Linked DNA regions of Gasterosteus aculeatus: region 1 is linked to region 2. A link is a contact called in public Hi-C data. All regions are on one chromosome and are shown on one strand. The core of a region is the stretch at or near the end of the contact, and the rest is flanking DNA. Distances in the headings are between cores, read along the strand shown. Region 1 has its middle 18 kb from the start of LOC144388724. Region 2 overlaps igfbp2b (insulin-like growth factor binding protein 2b).

Region 1 (4,907 bases), core at 1,176-3,675, 190 kb after region 2:
ACCTTTGCTTCATACTGCAACTTGTTATTAGCCAACTTATTTATTATTTGTTGGCTTAGATTTGGTTTAAAGTTAGAGGACTTATTGTTATTTTTCCCAGATGTGATCCAAGCTAATGTAACAGGACATAAGCACCCCGTACAGACACTGTTGTTAAGTGGATAGATCTGGACATTACTCACAGGCGGTGACGGACACAGACAGACACATGCACTGGCACGCAACAAACGCGGGAAGGAGACTGCGAAATAGGGAAAAAGGAAGAACTCAATACCAGTGACTGTTTACAGTTGCCACGATTACAGCCCACCCCTTCACACACAGACACACACAGACGCACACGTCCCCACGGTCCCACCAGGCAAATGCATCTGCCAGCGCAGATCCGGCCTGAGCGAGAGAACACTTTCCCAGAGATATCAGTGACGTACATATGTGAGCGAGCACGCTCACACGCTTGCACAGATACACACACACACACACACACACACACACACAAGCTGATGTTGTGTCAGTTGTCGGTCATTTCATTGTTTTCATTTCTTGCTGCAGTGGCTGTTTATTTTAGCAGGGTATCCTCAGGGAGAAAACAGTGGTCCAGTGAGCTATGGAATCCCAATGGGCTCGTTGTGCTGCCCTTCCTATGTAGCATTGGGGTTTCACTATGTCCTGGACATAAATAACCACAGATGCATAACACAGTGATGTATGCGTCTGCTATAGTGTACACAATGCGTTATCATATACGTGTTGAATTCAGTCATATTGGAGCCATCACGACCAGGATTGACCTTAATTTGAGCCCGGAGGTTTTCTAGTTTGGACTCAGACAACATCAGCAGCCTGCCCAGTTTGTGGCAATGGAAAGAATGTGCTAATGAATAACTTGATAAGTGTAAAAACTGTGATAAACGATTTGGGATACGCAGCATACGGAGGAGGGGGTTTATATGCTCTAAGGCATGATCGACATGCAGTAGGGAGGGCTGTGGAGGATGCCGGGGAACGTAGGGTTGGAGACATGTTTGTACTCAGCTACCGGACCAGGCGGCGATCAGAGTCTTGATATTTTGGAGGCCAGATGAGAAGTTCAGTGTTTGCTTTCCTGCTGGGAAACCAATGTGCCCATATCTTCTCCTCACCTTCCGAATCAAACTATAGTATTCAAATCAGGAGAGACAAGTGAATGATAAATATTTAACATTTATTATGCTGGATGATGCTTTCATTAGTTACACTGAATTTATTTGGCACTTGAACTCAAGGAGGGAACTTTACAGATGATGTCTTATGAGCCGTCAAAAGGTTAAGTAGTTTCTTTGACAAACCCTGCACTATAACTAGAGAATATGATCATGGAGGAATACATTTTAGGATGAATTGATTGATGGAGGTTGATTTGTAATGTCAGTTTTACAGCTAGTTAGTCATCAATTTAAAGTATTGGATATAAAGATTAGATGCTGTTTTAATGAGACACACTCAAAAACACAAATTCAACTTCACAATTGCACAAGAGGAGAAGTCAGAGGACCGCCAACAGCCAGGACCAATTTATTTGGCCACTGCAGGGATTGGTCCTAAATTTCATGGAAAATTCCAAACAAATCCAAATTATGAACATGTTGGCGTAAAGAAAAAGTAAAGCCGTAGCCAGTACGAGTCATCGTCTGGGCATCACAAAATATCCAACCAAATTGGCCGGCAATATTTTTGAAAACATTTTAATAGAACTATCGACCAGTGGGTGGTGCAGTAGTTAAATTCAGTGTATCAGCAAAGTCATATTGTGGAGGATGCCCTGTCCCCCCAGGCCCTATGCGGTTGGACCAGATGAGAGGGAGGAGGGGGTTGGCGTTGATGCATTTAAGGCTGCGGGGCAGTGCATGTTGGTGCAGAAGGTCAGAACAATAGGAGGGGGCAAGGGTATGGAGAGCTTTGTAGTTAGTGAGGTTCTAAACATGTGGTGATTAAACTTTACACTTGAAAAAAATCGACATATAAATGCTGATTAATAACGGGGCTTCAGACAAAACTGTATGCTCGCTCTCGAATAAATTCAGCCCAAAAAATCTAATCAACAAGAAGAAACATCGCTTCAAATAATAAAAGAGGTCACAGGTCTTGGGGGTTAATACGCGTAGATTAATCATTGTTCCGCACTGGCCAGGTTCATCAGTCCTTCCTTGTTCTTTGTGTTTTCTTTAGACATTCCTCACTCCAAAGCTGAACACTGCACTTTTCCAGAGCAGGTGCGAGGGGGGTGCTGAGTAGGCTGACATTTTTTGGGGATCTAGGATGACTACTGAATCCCTCCACCGCGGCATCTTGACCTCTTGAATTGAAGCCCTGTCTATGGTAGAGTGCACGGTGCAAGCAGGGGATTGGCGGCCACATGCTACTCATCCACCTGCATACTGACAGGCAGACAGGCCATGTCACAACAATCCCAAACACCCCAGTGCCCCTGCCTAACCTTAGCCAACCCCCTCCCTGGCCCAGCTAACCCCTGCTGACCCCTACGGCCATCTGTTACAGGGTACTGAGATGTGTTGATTGGCCGTGGGGGAGTGGGGTGAGGAGTTGGGCTTGGATAAGGATTGGGGCTCCTGGATTGGTGATGGTTGACCGAGGAGCTTTGCACACTGAGCATTACATGGTTCAAAGAGACACATTGAACCGATTATGCGTAAAACTTTGGTTTTGACACCTGTCTTCTTAAGTGTGTTGCCAGGCACAACAGTTGTAGGAGAGGGAATGGTTGGACGGGCTCATTCTGTTGAAGAGCACGGCAAACATTAACAACAGCTCGGGACGTGTGCTGGCTCACGTTACAGCGTTGCTTCCATCTCTGCCTGCTGTCTTTCTTCACTGGAGCCATCAGTGCGTCCATATAACTCACCAGGAAGATGAGTACTGCCCACTCCACTTTACATACAAACAAACAATCAATCCATTTTCGGAGTTGAATGAAATTATCTTTTCCTACAACCCTTTGCAATCGCTAATCATAAATCTATTTCATAACAGCCTTGTATCACATTCTCAGAAACACATACTGCCGTGTGTTTGACAGAGTACAACGATCTGTTTCATGCAACAAGACTATTCGGTTAAGGTAAGGGAATAAGAGCATGGTTTGTGTTAAAGTAATGAATTAACATCGTACCCTAACAAAATAACATTCTTTGTAATGTAACTACCGTAAAAATGTAAAATTTCTAAGGTCAAGTAATGTAACAGGTTTCTTTTGATTTGCGCATTTCTCGTCACACGCCACCAAATGCAAAAACGATAATGCAACATACTCTCCTCGCTTATTGGAAACATCAGATTTCTTCCCCCAGCCCAATCGTTATAAGAGAGGGGCAGTCCGGCTCTTCAAACCCACTGTGAAGTTACTATGAAGGCTGACCTTTGCCCCTTTGCTTGTGAACTATTTTTATCGGCACGTGCTGTACCGAGTGACCAGAGAGGGGAGGGGCATAAATCATCACAACCATTCCCACCCATGTATTATTTTTTCAGATAATACTGTATGTACTTTTTTCAAGAAACTTGCTCAATACTGTCAAAAGTGAAGAAAATGCCCCAAAGACTTTTCAAATGTGATATTCCTTATTTGCTGTGTTTTTCTTGAGGGGAAATCCCTTTCTACTGTTAGGTGTGCAGCTACTTTCCCTTCCTAGTTGCTTACTCTGTCTTCACTTTGGATAAAAGCAGACAGTGTAAGACCCTGTTGTGCTGGAAACAAGGAGGAAGAGGGAAAACGTGCCATAAAAATCACAACTAAGACCTCAAAAGATTCTCTGACTAAGACCACTGAGTTCACGATAGCTCTCTGATAACCCATATTTGGTTTATATAAAATATTGATCTGTCTATAATAAACCCCCTGAATTCATTTTCCAGAAAGAGTCTTTCATCGAAGCCATTGCATGCCTTTTAGACAGCGTGACATTTTTATTACCGTGTGGTGTGTGTGAGCAATTTCACCTTTGTTATTTATGGAAACGAGACCAAGGCAGAAAGCACCAGAAGGAGAAAAATCCAGGCCGGACATCTATTGGTGCTTTTGCAATAACATCCTGAAGGTTGTATTTTTAGTCAAAGTCTTTGAGTCAGGGACACGAGGCAGCCAGCCCAGGAGGGCCTTTACTATCCAGATGGTGACAGCACTGTGATGGTTTTGCCTTTGAGGCGCCACGATGGAAACATTTGGATTAAGAGTGAGTCACACGTACCGGTCACAGGATGGACAGTCACTCATGCCTCCAGAAAACACACATACAATTTGTACGTCAACGTCAACACAGACAGGAGACTGTAACGCACATTTAGTGTTTAGCTCCTTTCGTACACCATTATGTTTTACTGGGCACAAACATTCACAAACTTTAAACATGCTGCACACACAACTATTTATCTCTTGTGTGTTTTGAACAAGTCATCCTTTTTTATTGTGAAAGAAATAATTGGTGACTTTGATATGATTGGTCAAGATACAGGGATGCATAGCATTTATTGTCAAACTGTAATATGCCTTTAGACCATTGGCATAATGTATTTTATACCGTATTATGTTTGAGTAGGACGAATACTGTACAGTATATACATTTTAATTCGGCTATGAGGGATCATACTCCATCTGGCAAAGTGACTTCTCTGTACATTCAATTGGAGGCAGGAGGCTTCACACTCCAAATGGTGACCAGGTTCTATGTGTGACAGTGGGCAATAGGCTTTAGCAGGAAACAAGACACCTGTTGCTCTGGTGGGATTACCGCAATTGGCTGACCAGTCAAATATTTATTTTCCAGATTTTCACCACCAAAAATATATACCTGCACATTTAAAATACTAATTTTATGAAATGTGCATTTGCTAAGTAGTTTTCACATTGTTTA
Region 2 (4,746 bases), core at 1,431-3,930:
GAAGTTGCACTTCTTTAATTAAAGGTTTGTTGTACCGTCTTGTGGGATGAATTGAAACATTTAAGAGGTTCCAGCCAAAATGGATTTCCACCCTTGTTGTCTGGATCTGAAAGATACTTTTCTAAATATAAATACAACACCCAAACATATCTGCACTATGACACCAATGACACATGCATGGGCTATACGTTAGAATACATGGCCTCTACAGGCATAGCAGCAGATATTAAAATCAAATTTAAGTGCAGGGTGATTTAGCATAAACTCAACTCCCTAAAAACGATTTGCTTCCTCCAGCAGCAGCATCGCTTGTGTTCACGTTCTGCGTTCGTTGCAAAGCGAAGCAGCGACTGAGGGTCAACAAGGTGCCGTGCGAGCACCACTGACTGGTACGGTGGTGCCCTCCTCTGGGCACTCTTTCACTCAAACAGGCATACGCACGTGCACACAGTCGGTTTTGCATTCATCGCCTGGGTGACTTGCCCTGACCTCACCCTCAAAGACATCCTGCCTAAATCCCTCAACTCGTTGCTGTTGTCGATGACATTTCAGAATATCGCCCTGATAGAATAAGCCTTTAAAATAAGAAGACATGATGCAACCACGTTGATGATATGCTGATAATGGAGCCATGTGAAATGCTATTCATAAAATGGCACAATAATTTGACTACAGATATTTATACTCGTATATCAACTTGAAAATCATGATTGCGTTCCGCTTTAAAGCGGTAATGCGCTTTGTGCTTTTATTGACGCTTTTCCAATGATGTATGAAAAGAAAGAAGTTTCGAAGTTTCGATAATCGGCATCTTCCTGTTGGAAAGTAAAGTTGTTGTTTTGCCCTCCACAGCGGAATGTGTGTTGGCAGTTTGATGCAGTCTAAAGAACACCCCCTCCACCCTACCCCACCCCAACCCCCACCCCATTCTTTAACACTCACTCAACATTTCACAGTCTAAAACGCAGCACTACAAAAAGTAAAAACAGTTAAATGGGGCGGCGTACAAACACAGATATTCTCTCTGTCTCATGCAAATGAGCTTGGGCCCCGGGGGAAGAGGTGGGTGGGGAGAGGGGAGGGGAGGGGAAGGGGGGGGGGGGGGGGGGGGCGACACATGTGGAGGCCCATATATGTCTCAGCCTGGCAAACAACCATGTGCATTTGCCCATTTTCTCCCTCACTTAACTCACTCGCTAGCACCGAAAAAAACATAAAACAAAAAAATTCATGAGCGGGAGGGTGCAAAACATTGTCAACATCATTAGAAGCAACAAAGGAGAGAATGCGGTAAAATAAGTTGTGCAGCTGGGCAGGGTGAGCGGCTTCAGGGCATCTGGTTTTCAGCATGGATGCACTTTGTTCCGCTTGTTCTTGTGAGGTCAAATACTGTAGACATAATATTTTGATGTCAGCTTGGTTTCTATCACGTTTGTGGCCTTTATTTACTTAATTATGCGAACACATTTGCTTCAGTTAATTAAAAGTCTCCACCGCATTCATATTATTGTTTTCGCACAGAGGTTTTCTTTTCTTTACTTATTTTCCTCAATCTTTGGCCTTATTAAACCCTTTTTAACACTTTATTTGAGCCATTAAAAAACACAATAAGCATAGAAACCAAGCTAAGCAACTTTTTTCATGAAAAGCAGCATTTTGGAGACTTAATATTTCTCTGAAATCACATGAAATTAATTGGAAATTGTGATGTAAGTCATTGTCATTTTCTGAAAACATGAGTGAAGATATGGGAATGTTATCAGAGACAGGGTTGCAGAGGGAGCTGCTCTAACTGAATGATTTGTTTTTTTAAAGACCCGGGGATGCACATTTAGAAGAAAGTCAGATATTGATTATAAAATGCTCCTCATGTCTGCCTGAGGCTAGCGGCTCAATGCTACATTAGCTTCCAGACACCAAACACACCAGAATCTCCGACCCGGTTCAGTGGCGGACTGACCATTTGGAGCATTCGATTCATTCCTGGCTGAATACCTCTCCTCGATAGTCACTGTATGAGCCTTTAAACGTTTTTAGAAATTGTTGATTTCTGTGCAAAAAGAAGGGAATCCTGCACCTGATGTAAGGTGGTCTTTTTATTCACTACATTTGCTCTCTTCGCTGTTGTTTTATCTTCTTTGGTTTTCCTTTGAGCAACTCATCTATAACGGTTAGGCCTGGAGGTCAGGCTTGTGCTCATGGCACTAAAGCATCAAAGCATCGTTTTTCAGGCCAAGGTCCCCCAAACTGATGGCGAGATGGAGCAGGGACCCCTTATTCTACAGAGTTTGGTCCCCCATCTTTTATTTTTGAGCTTCGCGCTCTTTAGACGTGAGCATGAACGCGATCCGATTGGCTGGTGCCTGTGCTGTCGTATTAGCATGAAAGGTGCCGTGAGTGAAGACGGACGGGGAGACAGAGAGGGAGAATGAATGAGAGAGAGCGAGAGCAATCACAGACTAGGAGAAAGTGTTAAAAGAGTGAGCCGGAGAGAAAAAAAGGAGTGTGCTACTTTTCAGCCAAATGTCCGATAAGGCTCACGGCACACTGAGCCTCCTCTCGTCCGTCTCTCTCATCTTCAGCCAACTAATCACAAGACCGGACCCCTTTGATCCCACCGGCAGCCTGAAACACTGATAGCTGTGTGTTACACTAAAGTCTGTGCTCGTGCTTGTGTGTGTGTGTGTGCACGTGGATACTATACGTGGCCAGTGTTTATGCGACCGTCCGTGCAACAGGAATAGTGTGCGTTGTATTTCCGAACATGCGTCTGCATTAGTGTGTGTCTGCGTAGGACCCTGTGTAGGTGCATGTACGTGTGTGTGCGGCCGTGACCACCTGCTGAGTCTGGCCGCTCACATTGCACTCCACGAGACTCACATCAGTCCCGGCGGAACTTTCCGGTTGCCTTACCTCTTGCCCCTCATACAAATGTTAGCTATAAATGTGTGTATTTGTGACATTTTTACAAGACACACAGCCGTATTTTATTTCTCCTTTCTTTTTATTGAACAGAACACACACATAAAACTTATACCGACTCCATTTAATGTCTTCTGGTGAATCTATTATTTCACTTTTTGTTGAAAGTTAAGTGCTTTTACTCCTGTAAATGTATTTGTACACCTTTTGGACTAAACGCTCAATGGCAATTGTCCCATTTAGCGCGGGTGTCAATCACTTTGTCCCTGCTCGTCCTTCAGAGTGCATGTCAGCAGGAGCTGGACAGCGTCTTGGAGGAGATCTCCAAAATCACCTCTCAGGATAACAGAGGCCCACTGGAGGACCTGTACGTACTGAAACTCCCAAACTGTGACAAACACGGCCTGTACAACCTCAAACAGGTGAGCCATAGACGCACAACTACTCATTCTACCTCTTCATTCTACCTTTTCTACGTTACTCAACTGAACACGGCAGCTGGAACAACATTGCAAACGGGACAGGCAATGTAACTGTCAATAAAAAAACTACATTTTCAGATTGAGGTCACACACTCTTGGAAATAAAGACACATTACTCACAAAAATGTCTTTTATAGATGTGCAGTTCAGAATGACCACTAATAAGACAGAACACCTCAAATGTAATAACTAGTTACGTAGTTACACGAGTGACCTAATCAAAAGTCTTACTATCTAACCCCATTTAGTTCTGGACGAAATAAATCCTACATATGAAGCAGCTTTGTGCATTCCCCCTTATTACATGAGGCCGAGCATCGGCATTCACCGCCAAATAAATAAATCTGTTCCTGTTAACAGCATCTAATAATAGGTAGAGTGAGGCCAATCTATTCAGCGTGCATGGAGGTTTCCCCGCATCAAATGCGTAGTGAGCTAATTTGTCATCACAATGAACGTAGAGAAGCTCGTCAGATTCCTGGACACACCTCATCACTGTTGTGGCAGAAGAGCTTTCGCCTTGGAGGGCAGATGGACAACACCCACTGTGACATCACTCATTTAAGTTTTTTGTTTTTGTTGTGGCGTGTTTCGGAGTTTCGGCCCACGGGGAGCAGTGTGCGGCAGCATTGTCCTGCTCCCCGTGGGAAGGACACTGATGAACGACACTGCTGTTTACTTGACCGTTCTCTTTAAATGATGGATAGGGGATTCTGTTCCGTGCACCTTTTTGTTCGATTCTCCCTTGGATTTCCCCTCCCTTCTCTTTCATTCTCTCTCTCACCCCCCTCCGCCCCACCACTCCCCTCCCAACCCCCCACCTGCCACCACTCCCCTCCCAAAGCCCCCTTTTTCTTTACACCCCCCCCCCCTCTTCCTCACTTCTCTTGGTCTTGCAGGCACGCAAACAGACGCACAGACACACAAATGTGCGTTGAGATGTTGTCATCATGAATGAGGCAAAAGCCTCTGAGCTCAAGGTTACAAGGCAATAAAAACAGTTTGGCGTTCTTCATGGGAAGACTTTTGTTAAGCGGAGGAACGAACTGTGCTTCCGACTGGGGGCCTGAATTTGAATTCTGCACATCCATAGAAATTGGGATGGAGGAAGACAAACAAGGTCACATATCCAGTGTTTCCTTACGGGGGATAGTAGAGCAGAAAAGAAGATTTGAATAGAGGCCACAGTTTCCTAAGGCAGGGCTCTCAACCTCTCAGCCAATTTTCATCACTGGTCACAAACAACAGCATTGTTTCGGACCGGAGTCCTCGGTTCCCAGGGAGGAACACTGTACCTCCTCAACACTCGGCTCCCTTTTGGAGTTGTCCCTCCTTGTCGCGG

What was found. A called contact is a pair of places that touch in the nucleus more often than the background predicts.
Region 1: a Hi-C map of skeletal muscle shows a contact between it and region 2, with 3 times the contacts expected there. The contact joins two enhancer-like sites. A contact is called at or near these places in 3 of 6 Hi-C or Micro-C datasets (skeletal muscle and tail fin).

The regions. Positions count from the first base shown.
Region 1 is chr16:6,519,131-6,524,037 of fGasAcu3.hap1.1, forward strand. No RefSeq gene overlaps it. Among protein-coding and RNA genes, the nearest start is that of LOC144388724, 18 kb to the right of the region's middle. Within about 2 kb of position 2,426, at least 1 of the 9 cell types and tissues checked has open chromatin away from gene starts, as enhancers often do.
Region 2 is chr16:6,329,366-6,334,111 of fGasAcu3.hap1.1, forward strand. igfbp2b (insulin-like growth factor binding protein 2b) reads left to right here. Exons shown (of 4, transcript XM_040201924.2): 3 at 3,204-3,344. Among protein-coding and RNA genes, the nearest start is that of LOC144388722, 9.4 kb to the left of the region's middle. Within about 2 kb of position 2,681, at least 1 of the 9 cell types and tissues checked has open chromatin away from gene starts, as enhancers often do.